2 separate regions of the Pan troglodytes genome follow, and region 1 is linked to region 2. The links are chromatin contacts, called in public Hi-C maps. All regions are on one chromosome and are shown on one strand. The core of a region is the stretch at or near the end of the contact, and the rest is flanking DNA. Distances in the headings are between cores, read along the strand shown. Region 1 holds the start of MYC (MYC proto-oncogene, bHLH transcription factor). Region 2 has its middle 270 kb from the start of LRATD2.

Region 1 (6,209 bases), core at 2,947-5,446, 890 kb before region 2:
AACTCCGGGATCTGGTCACGCAGGGCAAAAAAGCTCCGTTTTAGCTCGTTCCTCCTCTGGCGCTCCAAGACGTTGTGTGTTCGCCTCTTGTCATTCTCCTCGGTGTCCGAGGACCTGGGGCTGGTGCATTTTCGGTTGTTGCTGATCTGTCTCAGGACTCTGACACTGTCCAACTTGACCCTCTTGGCAGCAGGATAGTCCTTCCGAGTGGAGGGAGGCGCTGCGTAGTTGTGCTGATGTGTGGAGACGTGGCACCTCTTGAGGACCAGTGGGCTGTGAGGAGGTTTGCTGTGGCCTCCAGCAGAAGGTGATCCAGACTCTGACCTTTTGCCAGGAGCCTGCCTCTTTTCCACAGAAACAACATCGATTTCTTCCTCATCTTCTTGTTCCTCCTCTTTAAGAAAGGAAATAGAAATCACTCCGTTAGCAAGGTTACATTAAAATAATCAATTACCAGATTAATGCTGTACAAATACAAGGCATTAATATGTTAGAAAGGTCTCTGGACAAAATTAGCTCCCCAAAGAGCCACATCTAAGCCTGGTGCCCTGGCTCACACCTGTAATCCCAGCACTTTGGGAGGCCGAGGTGGGCGGATCTTGAGGTCAGGAGAGACCATCCTGGCCAACATGGTGAAACCCCATCTCTACTAAAATTACAAAAATTAGCCTGGCATGGTGGTGTGCACCTGTAGTCCCAGCTACCTGGGAGGCTGAGGCAGGGGAATCTCTTGAACCAGGGGGTTGGAGGTTGATTGCGCCACTGCACTCCAGCCTAGTGACAGAGTGAGACTCCATCTTAAAAAAGGAAAAAACAAAAAAAAGAACCAATCTAGCCAGCCACCCTTACTCCTCTCACCATGAAGGTAAGAGTCTCATAAAGGGAAGGACAGCTGGGTTATGGCATGGACAAGAAAAGTGCAACTTCCCAGGATAGGACATTGATGCCAATTCTTACCTAAGACTTAATGAGGCTTTGGACACCCCCAAAGCAAAGCACATTCCCAAGCACCTCCTATTTTTGAGGGACTTTACCAAGAACACTTCAGGTGTTGCAAATGATAGCTGCAAATTGCTTGGTATGACTTTAGCAACTCCCTATTTTACTGGAAATGAAAAAGAAAAAAAAAAATTGCAGTTTTGCCAAAAGTCCAAGAGGGCGGGGGAAGGAAAAAAAGAAAAAAAAAGTCCAACTTTGGCAAGGATTTGCTTTTCAGTGTTCAAAATAGGCTGAGAAGATCCCAGCTCCTCAGCCCACCCACTCTTGAGGCAGTTCACTGGCTCCCGCACTCAGGCAGGCCCTGCCTATCCTCTAAACACAGCCCCTCATTTTTGTAGATAGTTCATTAAATCCCACCACTTCTCGGAAGTTAAGAGGGAAGCAATTCATTCACTCTCTCAGAGACCAATCCTCTCTTATCCTCATTCATACACTCCCTGCCACCCCGCCCCAGGGCAATTAAAATGTTAATGGGAGGTAAGAAGTGGATTGAGTTGTAAGATAAGCCAGAAGGTTTAAAAACCTAAATGAAATTCCTGAGGGGTGGGAGACAAACGGGGAGGGGGGCTGCAAACGAGGGCGGTCTAAGGGGAAGGGATGGGAGGAAACGCTAAAGCCCAAGGTTTCAGAGGTGATGAGCTCCCAAATCTCTCCAGATCTGCTATCTCTCCTTCCTAATAAGAGTGGCCTGTTAAATAAGCTGCCAATGAAAATGGGAAAGATATCCAGCCGCCCACTTTTGACAGGCCTGGGCGGGCTTCGCTTACCAGAGTCGCTGCTGGTGGTGGGCGGTGTCTCCTCATGGAGCACCAGGGGCTCGGGGCTGCCCTGCGGGGAGGACTCCGTCGAGGAGAGCAGAGAATCCGAGGACGGAGAGAAGGCGCTGGAGTCTTGCGAGGGGCAGGACTTGGGCGAGCTGCCGTCGTTGAGAGGGTAGGGGAAGACCACCGAGGGGTCGATGCACTCTGAGGCGGCGGCGCTCAGATCCTGCAGGTACAAGCTGGAGGTGGAGCAGACGCTGTGGCCGCGGGCGGGGTTCGGGCTGCCGCTGTCTTTGCGCGCAGCCTGGTAGGAGGCCAGCTTCTCTGAGACGAGCTTGGCGGCGGCCGAGAAGCCGCTCCACATACAGTCCTGGATGATGATGTTTTTGATGAAGGTCTCGTCGTCCGGGTCGCAGATGAAACTCTGGTTCACCATGTCTCCTCCCAGCAGCTCGGTCACCATCTCCAGCTGGTCGGCCGTGGAGAAGCTCCCGCCACCGCCGTCGTTGTCTCCCCGAAGGGAGAAGGGCGTGACCGCAACGTAGGAGGGCGAGCAGAGCCCGGAGCGGCGGCTAGGGGACAGGGGCGGGGTGGGCAGCAGCTCGAATTTCTTCCAGATATCCTCGCTGGGCGCCGGGGGCTGCAGCTCGCTCTGCTGCTGCTGCTGGTAGAAGTTCTCCTCCTCGTCGCAGTAGAAATACGGCTGCACCGAGTCGTAGTCGAGGTCATAGTTCCTGTTGGTGAAGCTAACGTTGAGGGGCATCGTCGCGGGAGGCTGCTGGAGGGGGACACACAAAGCGGAAGGCAGTCTTGAGTTAAAGGGGTCTTGGTGCGGAAACCTGGCGCAGCGCGCAGTGCGCGCCACAGTCCCGAACCTCTCCCCTTGAAGAGCTATCCCCTAAAGCGGCTGGGTGGTCTTGGTGGGGGAATAAAGGGAGCACCCTTTCACCCCCTTTGGACAGTCCCCTACTATCTCGGAGACGCACTTAGTGAACCAGCGGCTTGGTGCCCGCCGAGCCCCCGCTCCCCCGGGAGCCCGGAGCGCAAAGCCCGGGAGTCGGCCCTGCAGCGGCAGAGGAATCGAAATCGGCCTTGGCGCCCTTAAGAAGCCGCGGGAGGTGGCGGTGAGGAATACAATTTGCCAAAATCCAAGGCACAAAGTTTTGCGCCACCTGAAGGAGAAGGCGAGAGGCGCCTGGGCGCTAGCGGCTGCGTGAACCCCGCTCCCGCGCCGGGGCCCCTCCGCTGCGGCTGTTCCCACTCGCGCCCTAGCCGCTCTCCTACCCCCGCCGGCACGGCAGCCCCTCCCAACCTCCCCTCTCCACCGCCCCCGTCCCCACCCCCAGTACCGCCCCCGCCCAACACTCCTTCTTTTGCCGGCTTTTCTTCTTTCTCTCGCCGGCTGGAGTGGCGAGCTCAGCCGCGGGCTTTAACACCCCTCCATAAATACAAGGGGGGTGTCAAATAATAATAGGGGCACCTCCCTTCGCACTCAATACGGCGATGCAACTGCGCCAGAGACCCCGCTGCGATACCTCCCCCGGAGCCACCCCACCAAGGGTAGCAGCTGTTCTGGAACCGCCCAGAGCCCCGCTCCTCGCAGTTCCTCCGCATCTCGGGCGCGAGGACACCCGAGGGCGGCCGCGGCAGGGGAGTCAGGGCTGGGTGCGGAGATTCGCCCTGGTTTTTCCAAGTCAACGATTCCAGGAGAATCGGACACATCCTCGCCTCCCTTTTCCCCTGCCTGCGCCTACCCAACACCGCATCCTAACACCTCTAGAGACCCAGGTTTTAAATTGTATTATTGCTTTTTAAAAAGCCAAATGCCAACTTCTTAAAAGGATCAGGGCGGGTTGGAATCGCCGCGGGGACAGGCGGGCGGGACGCGCCGCAGTGTCCGTCTCCGGCTGTCAGAAATGCGGTGAGCCGAAATTTAAATGCCCTCCCGGAGACGGGGACAAGTCAGCGGCTGCGGAGCTCTCTGGCTCACACAGGCGATATGCGGTCCCTACTCCAAGGAGCTCAGGATGCAAGGGGCTTTCTGCCCACCGCAAAGCAACCCCCAGCCCCCCAAAACCCAGACAGCAATTAACACAATAAAGCAGGAATGTCCGACCGGCCGGGAGTCAGCGTGAATATATTCATAAGGCAGAAATCTCGAAAGTCTAGTCTTAAAAACCATTCCCGTTTTCCCTCTGCCTTCTCCTCTCCCATCTTGACAAGTCACTTTACCCCGATCCAGTTCTGGATTACCCCCTACCCCAGCCCCAGTTACCATAACTACTCTGAGAAAAGTGTCAATAGCGCAGGAATGGGAGAAAAGACACCCTATTTCGGCATTCGACTCATCTCAGCATTAAAGTGATAAAAAAATAAATTAAAAGGCAAGTGGACTTCGGTGCTTACCTGGTTTTCCACTATCCGAAAAAAATCCAGCGTCTAAGCAGCTGCAAGGAGAGCCTTTCAGAGAAGCGGGTCCTGGCAGCGGCGGGGAAGTGTCCCCAAATGGGCAGAATAGCCTCCCCGCGTCGGGAGAGTCGCGTCCTTGCTCGGGTGTTGTAAGTTCCAGTGCAAAGTGCCCGCCCGCTGCTATGGGCGAAGTTTCGTGGATGCGGCAAGGGTTGCGGACCGCTGGCTGGGGGATCAGCGGGAGGGCTGGGCCAGAGGCGAAGCCCCCTATTCGCTCCGGATCTCCCTTCCCAGGACGCCCGCAGCGCAGCTCTGCTCGCCCGGCTCTTCCACCCTAGCCGGCCGCCCGCTCGCTCCCTCTGCCTCTCGCTGGAATTACTACAGCGAGTTAGATAAAGCCCCGAAAACCGGCTTTTATACTCAGCGCGATCCCTCCCTCCGTTCTTTTTCCCGCCAAGCCTCTGAGAAGCCCTGCCCTTCTCGAGGCAGGAGGGGAGCCAGGGACGGCCGGGGCCCGGCGGTGGCGGCCGCGAGCAGCACAGCTCGGGGGTCCTCAGCCGCCCAGACCCTCGCATTATAAAGGGCCGGTGGGCGGAGATTAGCGAGAGAGGATCTTTTTTCTTTTCCCCCACGCCCTCTGCTTTGGGAACCCGGGAGGGGCGCTTATGGGGAGGGTGGGGAGGGTGGGGAAGGTGGGGAGGAGACTCAGCCGGGCAGCCGAGCACTCTAGCTCTAGGATGTAAACAGAGTAAGAGAGCCGCATGAATTAACTACGCGCGCCTACCATTTTCTTTTGCTCCCTCTCAAACCCTCTCCCTTTCTCTGCTGCTCCTCCGTAGCAGTACTGTTTGACAAACCGCATCCTTGTCCTGTGAGTGTAAATCATCGCAGGCGGAACAGCTGCCCTCCACACCGAGAACGCACTGCACGCCCACCGCCACGCCACGCGCGTACCAGGCTGCAGGGCGCCTCGCTAAGGCTGGGGAAAGGGCCGCGCTTTGATCAAGAGTCCCAGGGAGAGTGGAGGAAAGAAGGGTATTAATGGGCGCGCGTTCAGAGCGTGGGATGTTAGTGTAGATAGGGAGGAATGATAGAGGCATAAGGAGGAAAACGATGCCTAGAATGATTAAAATAACCCAGCAACGCATTGCCACGTATACTTGGAGAGCGCGTTATGAATAAACTCCCATTGCATTTGTTGGGGGGAGTCATGTATTATGCATTATGTATGCACAGCTATCTGGATTGGATACCTTCCACCCAGACTGAGTCCCCCAATTTGCTGCCAAAGCAGCAGATACCGCCCCTCCTGCCCCGCCTGCTCAGGCTTCCGTGGGGCCCCGTGCGGGAGGCGTCTGTTTAGCCCTGAGATGTGTCTGCCTGTTCCAGAGCTGGACTAGGGCGAGAGGGAGGTTGCCTGCTCTCTGCCAGTCTGTACCCCACCGTCCCACCCCCGCGCCTCTCACACGGAGTTCCCAATTTCTCAGCCAGGTTTCAGAAGAGACAAATCCCCTTTGCGCCCTGTGGCGCCGATTTGCAACAGTCTCGGGCTGCCGGGTTTGGGAGAAATCAAAGGTGCTAGACGGGAGAATATGGGAGGGGCAGGGGGTACCCGAACCGCGGGACCGGACTTCCTAAAAGGGGCAAGTGGAGAGCTTGTGGACCGAGCCGGGGGAGTCAGCAGAGACCCTTGTGAAAAAAACCGTTAACTCTTTCCTCCCCGGACAAACCGGACGTTTAATTCCTTTCCAGGTCCTCTTTCCCCTTTTATTATTGGAAATGCGGTCATGCACAAAAAATGCATCGATTCTGATCAAAGAAGAGGAGAGGAGTATTACTTCCGTGCCTTTTTTTTGGGGGGGGGGTCTTGAGCTAATTAAAATTTGGCTGCCTTCCAGGCATTAATTTCCTAGTTCACTGACTCACAATTTTTTCTGAATACTAGTGAAAGTGCACTGTATGTAACCCTCAAACGTGTATTCACATTTTATTTACGCTTCGACTTAGCTAGTTGCCCAGCCCCACACATGATTTGTTTGC
Region 2 (5,358 bases), core at 1,212-3,711:
CATTTGGAAGTATCTATGGACATTTGACATCGCCATGTTATCCACATGTGTGGTAAGTAGACTGGTGTCATTAAACAGAGTCTACCCAGGGTGTTGTGGAACTCACACGGTAAGTCACCTGTGGGGCCAACTCCATACGCTTAATCGGTGCACGGTTGGGGTAAGAACAACCACCACAACTGGTCCTGTACCACAGACAATGTGAGAAGCACAGCTCTACAGGATACATCCAAAGACTTCCCTCCAAATCCTTCCTGACCCAGTCTGTGTCCGTGGTTCTTCCAGTATCTCCTGAAACTCCTCCTATGCTTTCCCCCATCTGTGAAGCTGCTTGGCAGTCCTCCAAACAATATGTACATATGAATTCTTCCCGGAATGTCCTTCCCTGCATTCCTTCTCTCATGTTCTTACACATCTTTCACGTCTCATTGCAGCTCTGCTAGAACAGCCTCTGTGAAGCCATTTCTGTTGCCATCTCTAAGTCTCCAACGCGAATATCGCCTCCTTGTGTCCTTCCACAGTACCTAGTTCATTACTGTGGCAACTTCGAATTTGGGATGAATAAGACAAAATCCCTTCTATCGGATGGTGTCTAGCCTATTTCTCTCATGAATACTTTTCTCATGAATTTTCTGTGCTGTGCCCCCTTAAAGAGACTGTGTAGTAAACAGCTTTGTGTCTACAAGGCCTTCATGCTGTGAGTGTAGGGAGAACTCAAGGAATGATACATTTGGGATTCATTGTGACAATGATGGTTGAGATATAAAAAGAGGTTCTGGAAAATCTTTTGTCCTCTCAGTCTCTCTGGGCTTTCATTTCTTCTTTTACCACAGGTAGGATTTGAGTTGTGGACACCCATAATTCCATTAAAGCTCAAATATTCAACTCTACAGCCAGGGAATTTACATTACCAGAACCCCTTCCCTCCAGAAACCCCTAGAAGATGGCCCTTACCCTCCCTACCTCCATCCCACGCCAGTTCCTCAGACTCTAAACACAAAAGTAGCAACCACAGAGATGCACACGCCTCCATTTCCTGGGACTTTTCTTTGGATCTTTCTTATATTACATCCCTTTAGTGATGGTGCCCTTTCATCTGCATTCACAATGCCCTGGAGTCAGGTAATTTAGATAGAAAGAAATGGAAGAATTTCAAATTTGGACTTTTTATTTTCTAGTGAGCTGTTCAAGTGTTTAAGGCTACAAGAAAACATGGCCTAAGTCCCCAGGCTTGGCAAAGGGCATCCTACTGTCATTCACACCTAAAACAAGAGATCTCAAGTTAAACACGTTAAGTAGAAAATAGGCTGCCATTACGGGTAAGTGGGAAAATTGCCCCCGTTAAACCTACTGAATTGAGGATCGTGTTCTTCCTTTTCTCTCCTTCCTACTCTCTATATCAGATTGCACAGAAATGTGGGTTGAATATTTATTGTCCTTTGGGTTTTGAAATAGTTCTGAGTCTCCTGTCCCCCACTAGATTTCACCTCAGCAGAAAATTATTTTTAGACCTGATCCAATGTCCAGTTCTTCATTTGGAATACACTATTTCTACCTGACCAAATTCTTTCATACCTCACATTGGAAACGTTACTAAATTGATTTAATTCATAGCCAAGTGCTCATTCTCCGTGGCATCACCTTCCCAGAAAAGTGGGCCAAATACTGAGAGCACAATCTCCCTTGTAAGCCCTGCTGGTGTTGCTTCCTCTAGTCCAGAACATGTGTCCCAAACCCCTCTATGCCTGGCTAAGTCAGCCTCATCCTTCATGTCTCACATTAGATCCCACTGCCCTGGGCCCCCTACGTGTTCCCGAAACTGGGGCAGATGACATTTTTTTTTCCTGCTCCCATACTACCCTTGAAAACCAACCTTTGGAAGAGAAGTGATAGTAATGCGAAGGGCAACTTATCTCTACGTTGGTCCTGAGCAGAGCAAATGCCTTAATTTTGCTGTCTTCCTCTCTCAATTCAGTTTCATATAAGAAAGGTTTTCAAATGAGCAAAGATTGAAGAGGCTGACATTTTTATTTCCACAAACAACAATTCTTCCCAGAAATACTCATTTGAGTCAGAAATATCTAACATCATGGTGAAAAATACTACAAGAATAATTGCAAAGGAGTAATTTACCTCTCTGGAATGTCCCAGTTAGGCCTAAGTATTAACGAATGCAGCTGGTGATGTTTTCTAAGACCCTATGACATGCACTTCATGCACTTCACACTATGTCAGCACTCCTTTGTAATAGCTCCCTCCAAAAAAAAAAAAAAAAAAAAAAAAAACCACCTCTCCATGAATTTGGCTGGTGGCTCCTGATTAGCGATTCTTTCGACCGAGACCACAGGAGAGACTGAATCTGCTATTAGCGTGTGGGGCGAGTCTCCCTGGCAGAGGTTTCTGTCCCTGCAGAACGCCACTGTGTCTGTTCTCCTGTTTCAGATTCCTTTCGCTTAATTGACAGGCCAGCTTCCCTCCTCCGTCTTCTCTGGTGCCATATTCACGGGCCTGCAACACATATTAGTGTTTCCAAAGCAGTGTTCCCAGCAGGAGTTCCCACAGGGGGATACACACCCAGGAGGAAGGAGATAAAGCTCGAAAAACTCGGCTTTAATTGCATTTGGATTTGGGAAACCTGTTTTGATTAACAAGTAACGCTGTGACGGCATATCTCTTACAATTTAATGAAAAGAGGTTTTTCTCCCTCCTTAAGAAAGTGAAAGAGGGAGTCAGATAACTCCGTGACACTTCCCTCTCCACTCACCCCCAAGCAATAATTTGATTCATGCAGGCTGAGAAATTTGATGCCAAGACTGACTGGCAAAAAAAAAAAAAAAAACACTTTCAAAGGGCTCTGGCGCCCTCTGCTGGTAATGGGTGCTGAGACCAGCCCTATAGGATAGAATTCGTCCTCACTGAACGTTGAAGTTGACCCATTCCACTTCACTCACTTCAAAGATCAGGACGCTGGGATTGAGAGAGCCTCACTCAGTAACAACATGTTGCTTGTTAATAGAAACTGTACTGTGACCCAAAGGACACCCTCCCATGTGAGGAACTCCCTCTTTTAAATATTGTTTCCTTACTAGCTGTGTTCTTGAACAAGTTATCGACCTTTCTTCAAAAAAAGTACCCTTCTTCAAAAGACATTTACTTGACACATCTATCTTGGGTATTATCATCATCCTGTGGATCACCAGGGTTGCTTGGATAATCGAGTTATCTAGGCTGGTGAGCTCCCCTTCTTTTCCACTGTTCCATGGGTTTGGTTCATGAGAAGATGAGTTGCAGATGGCAGTTTGTTGGTTAAAGTTACATAAATAGCTGCTCCTGCATACATCTGGTCTAAGCTCATATTTACAGCAAATTTTAATCCATATAACTTTAGGACTAACTATAATACAGATGTGGTGTGTATTAGTCCACTTTCACGCTGCTGATAAAGATATATCTAAGACTGGGGTAATTTATAACAAAAAAGAGGTTTAATGGACTCACATTTCCACGTGGGTGGGGAAGCCTCACAATCATGGCGGCAGCAGGAGAGAATGAGAACTACGTGAAAAGGGTTTCCCCTTACAAAATATCAGATCTCGTGAGACTTATTCACTACCACGAGAACAGCATGGGGAAAACTGCCCCCGTGATTCAATTATCTCCCACCGGGTCCCTCCCACAACATCGTAAGAATTGTGGGAGCTACAATTCAAGAGGAGATTCGGGTGGGGACACAGCCAAACCATATCATGGTGTTAATTACCAACCCTTCTTACAAATTTACTAGGACACTACCTTCTTCCATTTGACTGAATGGTCCCTCCTCTTTCTCTTTGCCTAATTCAGCACCATCACATTTCAGGTTTACACCCGATCTGCCACTTTTCTATCTCAGAGCTAATAAGCTAATTACCAGAAGTTTGTGGAATTTCTTTATGTAAATGTGCATATTTACCTTTAATTTGTATTATTTGGCACTATAAAAATCTGGATGAATTCAGACATTCTGAAAGGTCTTTTAGTGTAAACTTGCTCTGATAAATTCCTTCTGCCTGTGGAAGCCATTATAAAAATGTTTGGCCCTGATAAGAAGCATTTTATAGACTTATCTGACTTTAGGCAGGAAAAGCACAATGGCTAGGTTGGATATTGCTTGGAAAACTCTTTCCTATTGTAGGGAATCCTTTTGCTCAATTATACAGTTATCATTAAATGTCAGTTATATGTGGGCTAGAAGACACAGGGAGTAAGAGAGACTGGTTACTGACTCCATAAAGCTTATATCCAGCAGGAAAAAAAAAGGTTATTGATAAAGTATTGCTTACTTCCTCTTTCCCACCACAAACCATTTTACTAATTGCAATGGCTATACTTAGAAGTTGACTCTAAGATGTTTCTCTGGGATTTTACAATAAAATGACTTTTAAAATATGCACATATTTTTGACATTATTTTGCATACACACACAAAAGCAAATTGCAAATTGTACAGAGCTATTCATGTCCCAGATGTTTTGATGTCCAGCTCATAATTTTTAACCACATTGACAGGCTTTAAGCTTTAGAGTTTAAAACATTGGCCAGAGGAGATAGTCAAAACATGAGCCTTCCCGTGCCTCAGTCCCCGCAGTTTCTGATTCAGTAGGTTTGAAGTCAAATCCAAGATTCTGATGTGTGTAGCCCACAGACAACACTTTAAAAAATACCATGCTTCAGCCTGCAGGTTTTTTGTCTATCAATTCAGTCATGCCTTGTAAACTATTATTGTGAGAGATACACAGAGGCTTGTTGGAGACTTTCTGTGTGCCAGTCACTCTGCATGGTGCTTTCCCACAGTGGTTTAGCATAGTGGCCAAGAGCAAAAAGGGTAGACTCTCCGGGTTCAATGCCAGCTCACTTTAGTCTCTTTGTTGCCACTGTGTCATCACTGAAAGGAAGATAATAATAGTAGCTTCATCATAAAGTAATTGTGATGATAAGATGGGTTGGCAGGGCCAGGCGTGGTGGCTCACGCCTGTAATCCCAACACTTTGGGAGGCTGAAGCAGGTGGATCACGAGGTCAGGAGATTGAGACCATCCTGACCAACATGGTGAAACCCCATCTCTACTAAAAAAAAGGAAAAAAATAAAATTAGCCAGGTGTGGTGGTGCACGCCCGTAGTCCCAGCTACTCGGGAGGCTGAAGCAGGGGAATCACTTGCACCCGGGAGGTGGAGGTTGCAGTGACCCGAGATCACACCACTGCACTCCAGCCTGGTGACAGAGCGAGACTCCGTCTCAAAAAGAAAAAAGAAAAAAGAAATAGATGGATTGACATATGTAAAGCATTTAGCATAGCATCTAAAAAATGAAGGTGGATAA

The links. Hi-C and Micro-C count contacts between places; a contact is called where the count stands out from the background.
Region 1: a contact with region 2 is called in a Hi-C map of stem cell-derived neural progenitor cells, with 6 times the contacts expected there. The contact joins the promoter of MYC here to the enhancer-like site in region 2. A contact is called at or near these places in 2 of 7 Hi-C or Micro-C datasets (induced pluripotent stem cells and stem cell-derived neural progenitor cells) and 1 of 1 datasets of contacts at active chromatin or transcription factors (stem cell-derived excitatory neurons).

Annotation. Positions count from the first base shown.
Region 1 is chr7:138,016,825-138,023,033 of NHGRI_mPanTro3-v2.0_pri, reverse strand. It overlaps MYC (MYC proto-oncogene, bHLH transcription factor), which reads right to left and starts at 4,196. Exons shown (of 3, transcript NM_001142794.1): 1 at 4,167-4,196; 2 at 1,767-2,538; 3 at 1-394. The coding sequence starts at 4,196.
Region 2 is chr7:137,121,549-137,126,906 of NHGRI_mPanTro3-v2.0_pri, reverse strand. No RefSeq gene overlaps it. Among named protein-coding and RNA genes, the nearest start is that of LRATD2, 270 kb to the right of the region's middle. Within about 2 kb of position 2,461, at least 12 of the 24 cell types and tissues checked have an H3K27ac peak or open chromatin away from gene starts, as enhancers often do. A contact at or near this core is called in stem cell-derived neural progenitor cells, where this site is marked.